Regions from separate parts of the Oryctolagus cuniculus genome. Here region 1 is linked to region 2. Evidence: chromatin contacts called from public Hi-C data. All regions are on one chromosome and are shown on one strand. Each heading gives the region's core, a stretch centred on a gene start, on an enhancer-like site or on the middle of the called end of the contact. The rest is flanking DNA. Distances are from core to core; before and after follow the strand shown.

Evidence for each region. A called contact is a pair of places that touch in the nucleus more often than the background predicts.
Region 1: a contact with region 2 is called in a Hi-C map of psoas muscle, with 2.6 times the contacts expected there. The contact joins the enhancer-like site here to the promoter of SMAD7 in region 2. A contact is called at or near these places in 2 of 6 Hi-C or Micro-C datasets (psoas muscle and an unstated tissue).

What each region holds. Positions count from the first base shown.
Region 1 is chr10:29,065,526-29,070,937 of mOryCun1.1, reverse strand. The region is part of intron 9 of CTIF (cap binding complex dependent translation initiation factor); the gene reads left to right. Among named protein-coding and RNA genes, the nearest start is that of SMAD7, 150 kb to the right of the region's middle. Within about 2 kb of position 3,232, at least 5 of the 8 cell types and tissues checked have an H3K27ac peak or open chromatin away from gene starts, as enhancers often do.
Region 2 is chr10:28,915,901-28,921,206 of mOryCun1.1, reverse strand. SMAD7 (SMAD family member 7) reads right to left here and starts at 3,340. Exons shown (of 4, transcript XM_051851236.2): 1 at 2,740-3,340; 2 at 1,556-1,609. The coding sequence starts at 3,340.

The DNA of each region.
Region 1 (5,412 bases), core at 1,983-4,482, 150 kb before region 2:
AGAGGAGGGCCCCAGAGGCCTCAGGCAGCACAGAAGGAGGAGGGAGCGTGGGTTCCCGTGGCCGTGCCTGCCCAGGGAGCCCAGCTTCTCCTCGGGAGGAGGGAGTTACACCACCAGCATCTGTTTGCTTGGTGCTCTTTATTGTGGGTCTCTGCAGCCGCAGTCCCAGTAGACCCGAGGGTCTGCGGCACAGACCAAGAGCAGGCTGCGGGGTGACGGGACAGAGCAGGCCAGGGCCTCACTGGCCCCAGCAGTCTCTCGTGATGGGGCCCCAGGGGCTTCTTCGGGGAGGGGACAGCTCCCTGCCCTGTGCTCCATTCCCTTCATGTCTTCCAGGGTGGCCCTGGGAAGCCCTGCTCCCCTCCACCTGTGCTTGAACCCCAGGACTGGTGTGCCTCGGGTCGCCAGCCGTGGGCAGCCCCTGGAGTGGGTACTGTGCATTTTATGGAAGCCTCTGGTGGCGTGGAAGGTGAGCAGGCCACAAGGCCCCGGCATTCTAGAGAAAGCATCTGAGAGCGCCCTGGCGGCTGAGTCAGGAGAGCAGTTTCCTGCCCGCGTTCCACGGGACTCACAGCAGGCCAGGTAGAAAAACAGGGCTGGTTCTGTGGCTGTTGCTTATTTTAGCTGTTCATTCAGAAATGCCCGCTGTGAGAAGGGCACGGTATGTCTCACTGGGGGAGCAGGAGCCGCAGGTCTTTGAGAGAACTCAGGGGAGGAGGTGAGTGGATCAGTCGTGAGCTATGTCAGAAGCGGCATTGGGTCCCCCAACAGAAGCACCAGGAAAGGCCACGGGCATTCCCTGTAGCCAGGAAAAGTGGCTGCTGTGGGTGGACTCTCGGCTGGCCACAGTGCTCAGAACCACGGGAGAGGGTGTGGGGCAGACAGAGGCCTGGGATGGCTGGTGAGGCTCTGGGCAGACTGGGAGAAGGGACAGTCATGCTGGCTAATTTCTCCCCGGAACCAGGAAGCTGTGTCGTGTCATTCACAGTGGGCCGGTGCCGGAGTGAGAGTCCCGGGCAGGCCTGGGATGGAGCTGAGGTGCTCTGCACTGAAGTGCCAGCAGCCAGGGCAGGAGTGCTATGTGTGGCCAGGAGGCCAGCGTCTGACATGAACGATGCTCCCTGTACCCTAAAGCTTCCTGTGCAGTCCAAGAGACTGGCCCAGTGATGGTGCCCAGGACCAGCGCGAGCAGGACTGACAGCATGGGGTCTGGTCAGCCCGGGGCGAGTCCTAGCACTGGCACTTCCTGGCTGTGTGGCCAATGGCAAGTGGTGTTGCCTCTCTGGGCCTCAATTCCTTACCTGGAGAATGAGGCTAAGAGATAACGTTAGCCTGCCTTGTGCAGATGGATGCGGTGTTAGCATGAAAACAGTACAGATCAGGGTCGTGCCTGTCTGGGGCTCCCGTCAGGGTCTGGCCCTCCTTGGCAGCAGCCACGCAGGCACTCTGCAGGCGCTTAGTAGACACCAGCTGTATGCAGTCACTGTGGCCCCTAAGTCACTGCTGGCTGTCCCAGAGATTTTCAGAAATGCACATGACGTCACCCAGCGGCTCGGGGACAGAAGCGGAAGGAGTGCCCCATGCCCTGCCTCCTTAGAATGCAGCCACTCGTGCGCCATTGTGGTCAGCGGTGCATCTGGGGTGGGAGGGGCAGGCAGGGCCAGGTCCATGCAGACGACAGGTGGCAGGGAGGAGATAAGAAGCTGGCTCCGAGGCTGCTGCACAGGCTCAGCCCACAGACTAAACAGTGCTTGCGTGCACACCCCCGCCCCGCCGCCATCCTGCAACCCAGAGACTGCAGAGACAGCTTCCAGACCGGCACGCAGTGGGGCCTCGGGTCTGCTGTCTGGCCAGGAGGCGGGGACCTCTTCCCAGAGCCACAGACAGCAGCAGGATGGCTCCTCATCCCCCGGCTGCCCCACCTCCTCCTCCATGTCCTTCCTTCCCTCCCACATGCCAGCTTTCCAACCCCTCCCCCTGTGATTGGGAATGCAAAGGGAAGGAAACTCAGATGGGCCTGGTTAGCTCCCATGTAACCACCCCAGGGCTAGAGGATACAGCTCGGGGTGCGGTGGGTCCATGGGTGCCCCTCTGTGGGCACTCCGAGGGCAGGTGGAGTCTCCCAGCACAGAAGTCCTCAGGCAACAGGTGAGACCGCACCTGCCTTTGGCTGGCTAAGCCACAGGGAGCCAGTGGTCCCTTCCTCACTGCCCATCAAGTCTGCAGAGAGAGAGAGAGAGCCATGTGCTGTCTCGTACCTAATGCTCTAAATTATTCAGAAGTGAGGACCTGGGGTGCGGGCTGAGGCTGCCAGGGTTGCTCAGTCCCAAAGGAACCCGTCTAAGTTTTCCCGGCACCCAGCCCAGAGTGTCACCTGGGGGGAGAGCCACCTTGAAGAAAGCTTTCTTTTCTGCCTTCGCTAATGCCTTTTATTTTTTTGCCTCCCCCACCCCTGTACAACACAGCTGTCGTTCTTAGGTAGCCCAGGTTGGGTTAGGTAGCCCAGAACTCAAACCTGGCAAGGCCGAGAGGGGGGCCCTGCCACTCTGGGTTGTGCACATCATCGCCCTGTGAACGTGGCAGGAGCCGTGGACACCGGGGCTCCTCTGCCATGTTATTAAGGGGAGGCTTTGCTTGGGGGGCGCTTAGAAATACGCGGCTGCGTGGCAGGCACCTGCAGCCCCGCCCCCACCCAGGTGTCCTCTGCCGCCAGCCTGAACAGAGGGGGCAGTTGGGAGGTGATTGCAATGAGAGCCCATGGGGGCAAGATGGCCAGAAGCTAGTTCAGCCTAACAAGCACCTATTGAGCACTGTCTGTATACGCAGAAGGCAGAGTGCGGGGGCAGGGCTGAGGAGGGGTAGCACACAGAGGCACCAAAGCCCCGTCTGTCCCTTCCCCCTGTCCCCAGCTCGGGGCACCCCCTCCCTGACCCGCTGGCACAGCTTTTCTTCTTCTGAGATCACAAAAAGCCAGCCGGCCCATAATAGATGCTGGCTGTGGAGTCACAGAGGGTGACGCCCCCGCCGCCCCACCCCCCACCGCCTCCGCAGAGCCGCTGGCTTGGCCCCTCGGGTCGTCAGACTCACAGATGACCCCGAAGGGCTCGCTTGCAAAAGTTTGTTCTCTGGACTTTGTGTTTTCCCCATCTGTTCCCCCCTCCCAGCGCCAGCCCCTGTCCCCGCAGACACAAGTCAGCTGTGTGTGCAGACAAAGCCGCACGCCGCAGCGGGGGCCGGCCTGCCCAAGGGACATTTCCAGGGAACTCTGGGGGCGGTGGCTGGGAGGGCAGAGGCGACCGTCTGATTAGCAGGGACTCGGCGTCACAGTCTGGGCCAGAGAGGGCGCGGGGGCCTTGGCTGGGCCCCAGGGGCCGGTGACTGTGGGTGGTGGCCAGGGGAGGCAGGCTGGCTGGAAGAAATCTGCTGTTTGAGAAGTGGAGGAAGCGGGCTGGAGGGCAGAGATAACAGCGCGTTCTCTGTGCGTCTGTTCGCGGCCGCGAGGGCGGCTGGAGCCGGGCGGTCTGAGGCCGTATCTGGTGAGATTTTTGTTCTGGGTTATGAAAGTGACCTGTGGAGCCAGCAGCAGGGTTCAGGGCCTGGGAGAGAAGACACGTGGCCCTGCCCTCTCCTCCCCTTCGTCTCGTGTCACTCGCCCTCCTCCCCACTTTGTCAAAGGGCAGAAGAGGGGGAGGGCGTTCCTGGTGTGGGGGAAATGGTTGGGGGTGCAGGGGGTGCGCTCGACAGAACCACTTATTTGCCATAGGAATTTGGAGACTCCCCCTAATTTTTCTGGCCGTCTCGTTCTCGTTGGCTGTGGAATGGGGATTATTTTTATCTGCCCTGCATGGCGCGCGGGGTGCTTGCAGAGATCTTATGAAATAGGGACGTGGGACGAGGCTGCGCAGTGTTGGGTGCTGGGTGGATGAAGGGTGGTGAAGGGTGAGACGCCCGGGGCGGAGGAAGGAGGTGCCCAGTTGGGGAAGAGGCAGACAGAGAGGGCAACAGGAAGGCTCCCAGGCAGTGCTGGGTCCCAGGCCCAGCCAGGTGAGCTCTGGGCAGGAAGGTGGGGGGGGGGCGGCAGGGGTGTTTGGTCACTGCTTGGCTGGCCTGGTTGGGAATGAACTTCTCCAGGAGACAAGGGCAGCTGTCTGAAGCCCCTCGCCCCTCTGGGCCCCAGGGCCTTTGCCCAGCCTGGAAGCCAGAGTCCAGCTGATCGCAGAGGGTTGGGATTAGCACCTGGCCATGCAGGTCCCAGCCCTCTCCCCACCATCGATCCACCTTCTCTGATGTGCGAACTCAGGAAGGAAGAGGCAGGGCGACAGGGCTGTGAGGCTGAGAGATGCTGGGCACCACCCACCCCCAAGGCCACCCCGGCATTCAACTTCCCCTCCCTTGGCCCTGCTCCCGGGGCTCAGGGCACCCAGAGGCCCACAGGTTAGGCACCCGGGGCTCTGGGAAGCTGCAGACTGACAGGCCCTTGGGACTGGATGGGAGGATGGCTCCCTCCTCTCAGCTGAGCCACACAGACGCCAGGGCCTCCTGCACCCTCCAGATGGGGCTGAGTACACGAGTGGAGCTCGGAACAGGAATGCCCAGCGCCTGCTGCCTGGGCAGCTGCCACCCCACACTCCACCAGCTCCAGGTCCCCAGAAGCAGCAGGGGCAGCAGTGGGAAGGGAGAGCGTTCCTCGTAGACCCTTCTTTCCTGCGCAAGCATGCGTTCCCTGCACACCGACACCACAGAGGCTTTCCCTCCTCTTGCTCCAATTCATGGGTACCTGTCCCAGGTGCTGACCTGTTGGTGACACCATCGGCTGTTCCTCTCCTCTCTGGGAGAAGCGGGCTTGTTAGACACAGGGCACAGTGAGACTATACAGCTGAGGGGTCCCCAGGTGCCGGTGCACAAACCAAACTGGTCTCTGCCGTGAGCTGCATCAGTGTGGCTTCTGTGTGGAGTGCCTGGGACAGCGCCAGCTGTCCTTTCTGCGAAGGACTGGCCGTTTCTCCAGTGTTGCATGCTTCCGGCTGTCTCGGCATTGAACTGCCCTTGCTTTTGTGAGAGGACGGGCAAACGCTTTTTTTAAAAAACATTGTTAGCAAAGTCAAAGGCTGGCAGCCCTCAACTGTTGCCAGTCCAAGAGAGGCGAGAGCCCACGGCTCTGGTTCCAGAACGACATGGTCCAGCCAGGCCCCAGCTGTGCGGGGAGCTGAGGAGCCAGGGGTAAGAGGGATTGACAAGGAAGTGGGGTGCGGCCCAGGAGCTAGGACCCGGGCACCCGAACTCAGGGCTGGTGATCTGTGCCACAAGTAGCTTGCAACTTCCCAGGGACGACGTCCACTTTACCTGGCCTGCTTGGTCCCCTGGCTAGCGACGCCTCCTCTCACATGGCTGGGAATTCTGTGTCCCTACTGC
Region 2 (5,306 bases), core at 2,091-4,590:
TCTTTGTGGCTTCTCTGTTTACACACATTTTGCTACCTAATGTCAACACTTGCTAATGAATAAATATATCACTCCACTCACCGAAAATGAGGTCCCGGCCTGGCAGAAGGACTGCTAAGACAGCAAGACCCACCAGAACGTGACCTTGCTGCTCTATGGCTTGGGGAGGCTTCTGGGAACACCATCCTCCCTTCTGATGGAAACCTACAGCTAGGAATGCACAGGGAAAACCAAAAATGGGCCGCCATCGTCCCTGGAAGACCTAACCTTAACCTCCTGCAGGAATTCTTGATGCTTGAAGCCACAGTCCTCGGGGAAGCGGAGCTTGGTCACTCCAGTTAAGGTTTGTTACAAACACAGGGAGTTGGTTATCTCATTAATGACCATTTATCTGGTGTTTTGTAAATCGAAAGCAAAATATCACATGCTCCACAGGCCCCTTATTAGACAGGCACCAGGCAAGCAGCAACGCCTTCCCAGCTTGGGGGAGCTGGTGCAGTCCCAGGAGGGCTGGCTCCGCGCACGGGGCTTCGGTTACACGTTCATTAAAGTATTTAATGTATGACAACGCCCCGGCAAAACTTTTAATTAGTGGGGGGAACGGCCCAACAGCCAAAATGCATGAGGCAGAAGGACCTGGAGAATTCCAGGACCTAAACGGCGCCCAGCCCTTCGCTCCTCCCGCGCCAGACCCTTGGCAAAACCAACCATGGCACCAGTGTGCGCCGGTGCACAGGCACAGACACCAGTTACAGTCTGTACTCTCCAGCAGGTGACTCTGCCTGGAAGAAGGGGCTGCAGGCTGCCAGCCTGTCTCCGGGGTCACCCCCCAGGTCAGTTCTGCTAACCCTGTCGCCTGGCACCGCAGCACCAAAGGTTGGGACCCCTGTGTCGCCAGCCAGAAATCAAACGCGGACAACCACAGCAGGGCTGATGCCAATCTCAAATGGGTTTCTGCCCTGGCCGGGGGCCCTCCCGAGACAAACCAACAGGCAGGCAGAGGTACCCTAAACACTTTCATGACCAGACCAAGGATTCCCAGGAAAAAAAAGGACAGGGCTGACTTGTATGTGACTGGGGCAGGGGGCACCTACTCCCCTCTGGCTTCTGGAACTTCTTAAATGCACCACCATCCTATCCTAGACAGGCCAAACTCGGCACCTCCATTCCCTCAAACCAGCCCTGATTCCTTGGGCACTCGCCACAGTCTCTGAAGGTTCCCATCACCCTGCTCTGCTTAGTCCCCAAGCCACTTCTTTGTGGCTTAAAGCATCCGGGTATTAAAATCCAACCAGCTTCAGAGGCAGAGGGCAAATATACGTGAAAATGGAACCCAAGGTAAAGCTTATCTAGAAGAGGTCTTTGCAAAGAAAGAAAGAAAAAAAAAAAAGGCAAAAAACCAGCCACACTAACACAAAGTCACCAAACTTCCAGCACAGGAAACCCAGGTGCCACTTGGGGCGAGGCCAGCACCTCCCCAAGGCTGCTGTCTGGACACAAAACACCCCGCTTCTAGCAGAATAGGAAAAGCATTTTTTCCAAGCCATCTACTCACCAGTTGGTTTGAGAAAATCCATCGGGTATCTGGAGTAAGGAGGAGGGGGAGACTCTGGAATTAAAAAGAGGAAATAAAGGCCGGGCCATGAGAAAGAGAGATAGAAACTTATGATAACAGAGGCATTCTTTCGGCCCCACTGTTTGTCTTAGCTGTGGGGGTTGGAGGCAGGGCTGCGGGGCGGTGATTGCCTTGATATTTAGCTGTCAGATAAACAAAAGAGGCCGCCTGGCGCCAGCCTCGGCGCTCCGCTCCTCCACGTCTGCGGCGGCCGCCGCCGCCGCGCTCGCCCAGCCGGGCTGGAAACCACCAGCTCGGCCGCGGCTCGGCCGGGGCCGCGCGCCTCGCGGCTCCCCGGGTGGAGGGGGGACAGCCCGGCCCCGAACCCTAGACCCCCATCCCACCTCCCGCCCCAGCCCCTGCGAGGGAGGCACGGGACTCCCCATTCCCAGCCCAGGGGGAAGACGCGCCCCAAGCGTGCTGGTGAGCTTGGGGGGCACCTCGTCCCAGGCACCTTAACCTTTGAAAGAAAAGGTGGGGTGGGGGGAGAACGCAGGCAAGTGGGAAGGCCAAAGGGAAGGGGCTCGGGAGCTCTGTCGGGGGAGCCCAGGCCCCAGCTCCGGGACGGGCAGCAACGTCACCAATGCGCTGGGATAGAGCATTCCAGACCCAGTTCTGCGCCCGTTTGGTGCCAGAGAAAGGAGAAGGCGGGGGACACTCGACTTCAGGCCTCTAGAACGGCGCAGCCCAGGGCGCCATCCCAGCCGGGCCTCCCCTGCTAACCCGAGCCAGGGCAACATCTGGGCCGCCCGTGCCCAGTGTCTCCGCGGCCGCCAAAAGCAGCTCGGCCCTCCCTCTCGCTTCTCCCAGCCTTCCTTGGCGGGCTTGGCCCGGATCCAACTCGGCCACACACCTCAGCGCCTTTCCGGGTGCGGGGGAGGCGTGAGCCCCACTTGTCTCCGCACCCGGGTGCCGATGCGGAAGTGAGGACGTCTTTTTAACCGCCCATCAGTACAGTGTGTGGTGGAGCTGCGGCCACAGGGCCCCTGGGGGCGCCGGACAGACCTGGGAGGGAACCCCCAGGGAAAGCCCTCGGAGCCCGCCCCGGCCCCCCGTGTCTCTCTCCGCCCGGGAGGTGACTCGCGGCGCCGCGCGCCGGTCGCGGGGCGGGAGCAACTCCTCACCTAGTTCGCAGAGTCGGCTAAGGTGATGGGGGTTGCAGCACACCAGTTCGGGGTTGATCTTCCCGTAAGATTCACAGCAACACAGCCTCTTGACTTCCGAGGAATGCCTGAGATCCGGCCACCTGAACACTTTGCACAGCAGAAGGGGCAGCGAGTAGGACGAGGGCGGCTGCGCGGGCTGCGCGCTGGCGGGCGCCCCCGGGCCCGGCCTGCAGTCCAGGCGGCCGGGCAGCAGGAGGCACGCGGTGCGCGTCCCGCCCCGGGACTCCACGGCCTGGAGCAGCAGCTCCAGCTGCCGCTCCTTCAGTTTCTTGAGCACCGAGTGCGTGAGCGCCTTCAGATCCGCCTCGGCGCCCCCGGCCGCGCCGACGCCCGCGGCCGGCGGGTGGGGGTGGTGGTGACCTTTGGCACCTCGGACCGCCTTGCCCAGGCAGCAGCCAGCCCTGCCCGCGCCGCCGCCACCGGCCCCATGCGCCCGGCCGTCCGTCGCCCCTTCTCCCCGCAGCTCGCCTCCGCCCGCACCCTCCTCCCCGTCCTCGCCGCCGGGCGCACGGCTCCTCCAGAGACGCCGGACGAGCGCAGATCGTTTGGTCCTGAACATGCGGGGCGAGGAGGCGAGGAGAAAAGTCGTTTGCCGGCTAAGGAGCGAACATGACCTCCGCACACCATGAAGAACTCGGGCGCCGAGTTGAGGCAGCAGGCGCAGGCGACAGCAGCAGCAGCAGCAGGGGCCCAGGCAGGAGCGGCGGCGGCCCGAGGGGCGCTCCGTGGCATGCGCCAGTCTCCCGGAGGCCGGGGCGCGCGCGGGGGCCCGGGGGCGCCCGCCGGGGCTCGGGGGCCTGCGCTCCGGCTGCCCCACCCCGCGCGGCCCGCGCCCTGCGCGGCTCTCGGGCCCCGGCGCGCCCCGGAGGAACGCGGCCGCCGCTTCCCTGGGGGCGGCCGAGCCTGCCCCCGTCGGCGCCTCCCCAGCGAGCGGCCCCCCCGCGGCGGCTCCCGAGTGTCGGGCTCGCCAGCCTCGGCTTCCTACATGGAAGATCCGCGGGGGCAGAAACCGAAAGGCGCCCGGCGAGGCTGCCCGAGCGAGCAAAGAGCCTCGTTCCCCCTTGCTAAGCAACTTAATTTGGGGGTGGGGAGAAGCAGGCAATTATAAAAAAAAAAAAAAAAAAAAGCAGGCACGCGATTTATTTTTTTCCTCTATATCCTTAGTAACCGGATCTCCTCGAATTCCGTGCGCACGAAGGCTCGGGGGAGGGGGCCGAGCGGACTTCACCCCGCATGAGCCGTCTGGCGAAACGTGGAGGTTCTCGCCGAACCTCAGAAGCAAATATGCAAAAGCCCCAGATGAAAACCACCAGCTCGTCCGCCCGCAGCCGGGGCTTGGGAGGAGAAAATGTTTACAAAGTGGAACAAGACGCTTGCGGGGTGCAGAGGCGCATCCACGAGCTACATGCCCGCTCCGTTCCTCGCAGAGCCTCGTTGGTCTTCCTCTCCGTTTCTTCTGCCTCCCCCCGAAAGATCGTGTAATTTTTTTTTTTTTAATCCACAGAAAGGTCGGGCTAGGCTGCTTCAATCCTGCGCATCCGGGTGTCCCAGGGGAGTCTCTGGTCTTTCCTCCTGCGGTCCCGGGGGCCCAGGTTCTCGGCGGGGACTTCCTCGGGGCTGGCGGGGGCGCAGGGGCAGAAGATGCTGCCGCTGCGGCTGCGGCGGCGGCGGCGACTGCGCCCAGCGGGGCTGACAGCGCGGGGGAACGCGGCACGGCGGCCACCGCGGGCCCCCGGTGGGTCGCACGCTCCTGCCCCCCCGGGCACAAGCTGCCGGCTAGCGCGGGGGCCGCTGGCGCCCCCTCCCCTGGCCGTGGCTGGCCGCCGGGGCTCCCCGCATGGGCTGCTCGCCCCGAGCCGGCTTCGGCGGCGGGAGGCCCCGGTGTCCTCTCGCCGCCTCCTCTGAGACTCCTCTCGTCGCAGCCGGCTGCCTCCTTGTCCCCCGTCCGCCCTCTCTCGGCGCTCGGGTCCTGCTGCCGCCTCCGGGGGCTCTCCGCGGCGCGCTCAGGGGCTCCGGGGCCGGGCGCTCGGCGGCTCGGCGCCGGCGGGCTGGCTCCGTCTCAGGCAGCTCTCTCCGGCGCGGCTCCCGGACCGAGCACGGCGCCCGGCTGGCTCGGCTGGCGCGGCTCGGGGACAGGATCCTCCGTGCGCCGAGCTGCAAGCGAGTGTGCCCGGGGCTCGCCGCCTCCCGCAAGGCCTCCGGCCCCCGCCCCCTTCCCTCCCCCTTCTCCCCCCTTCCCTCCCCCGCCCCGGCCGCCGCCGCCTCCTCCTCCCCGCCCCCCCGCCCGGCCCTCGGCTCGGCTGGTTCCACTGCGCAGTGGCGCGCCCGGCTCCGGCCTCGTCACGTGGCCGTCTAGACACCCTGTCGCTTTAAAAAAAAAAAAAAGCGATTGTGTTTCGCAAACAACAGATCGGGTTTCTAAAAGCTATTTCTCCCCCCCGCCCGCCACCGCCACCCCCTCCTGGGTCTGCAGCAGGGGGACCAATGTGGGGGGGCTGGGGGGGTGGAGAGGCAGGGGCCAGCGG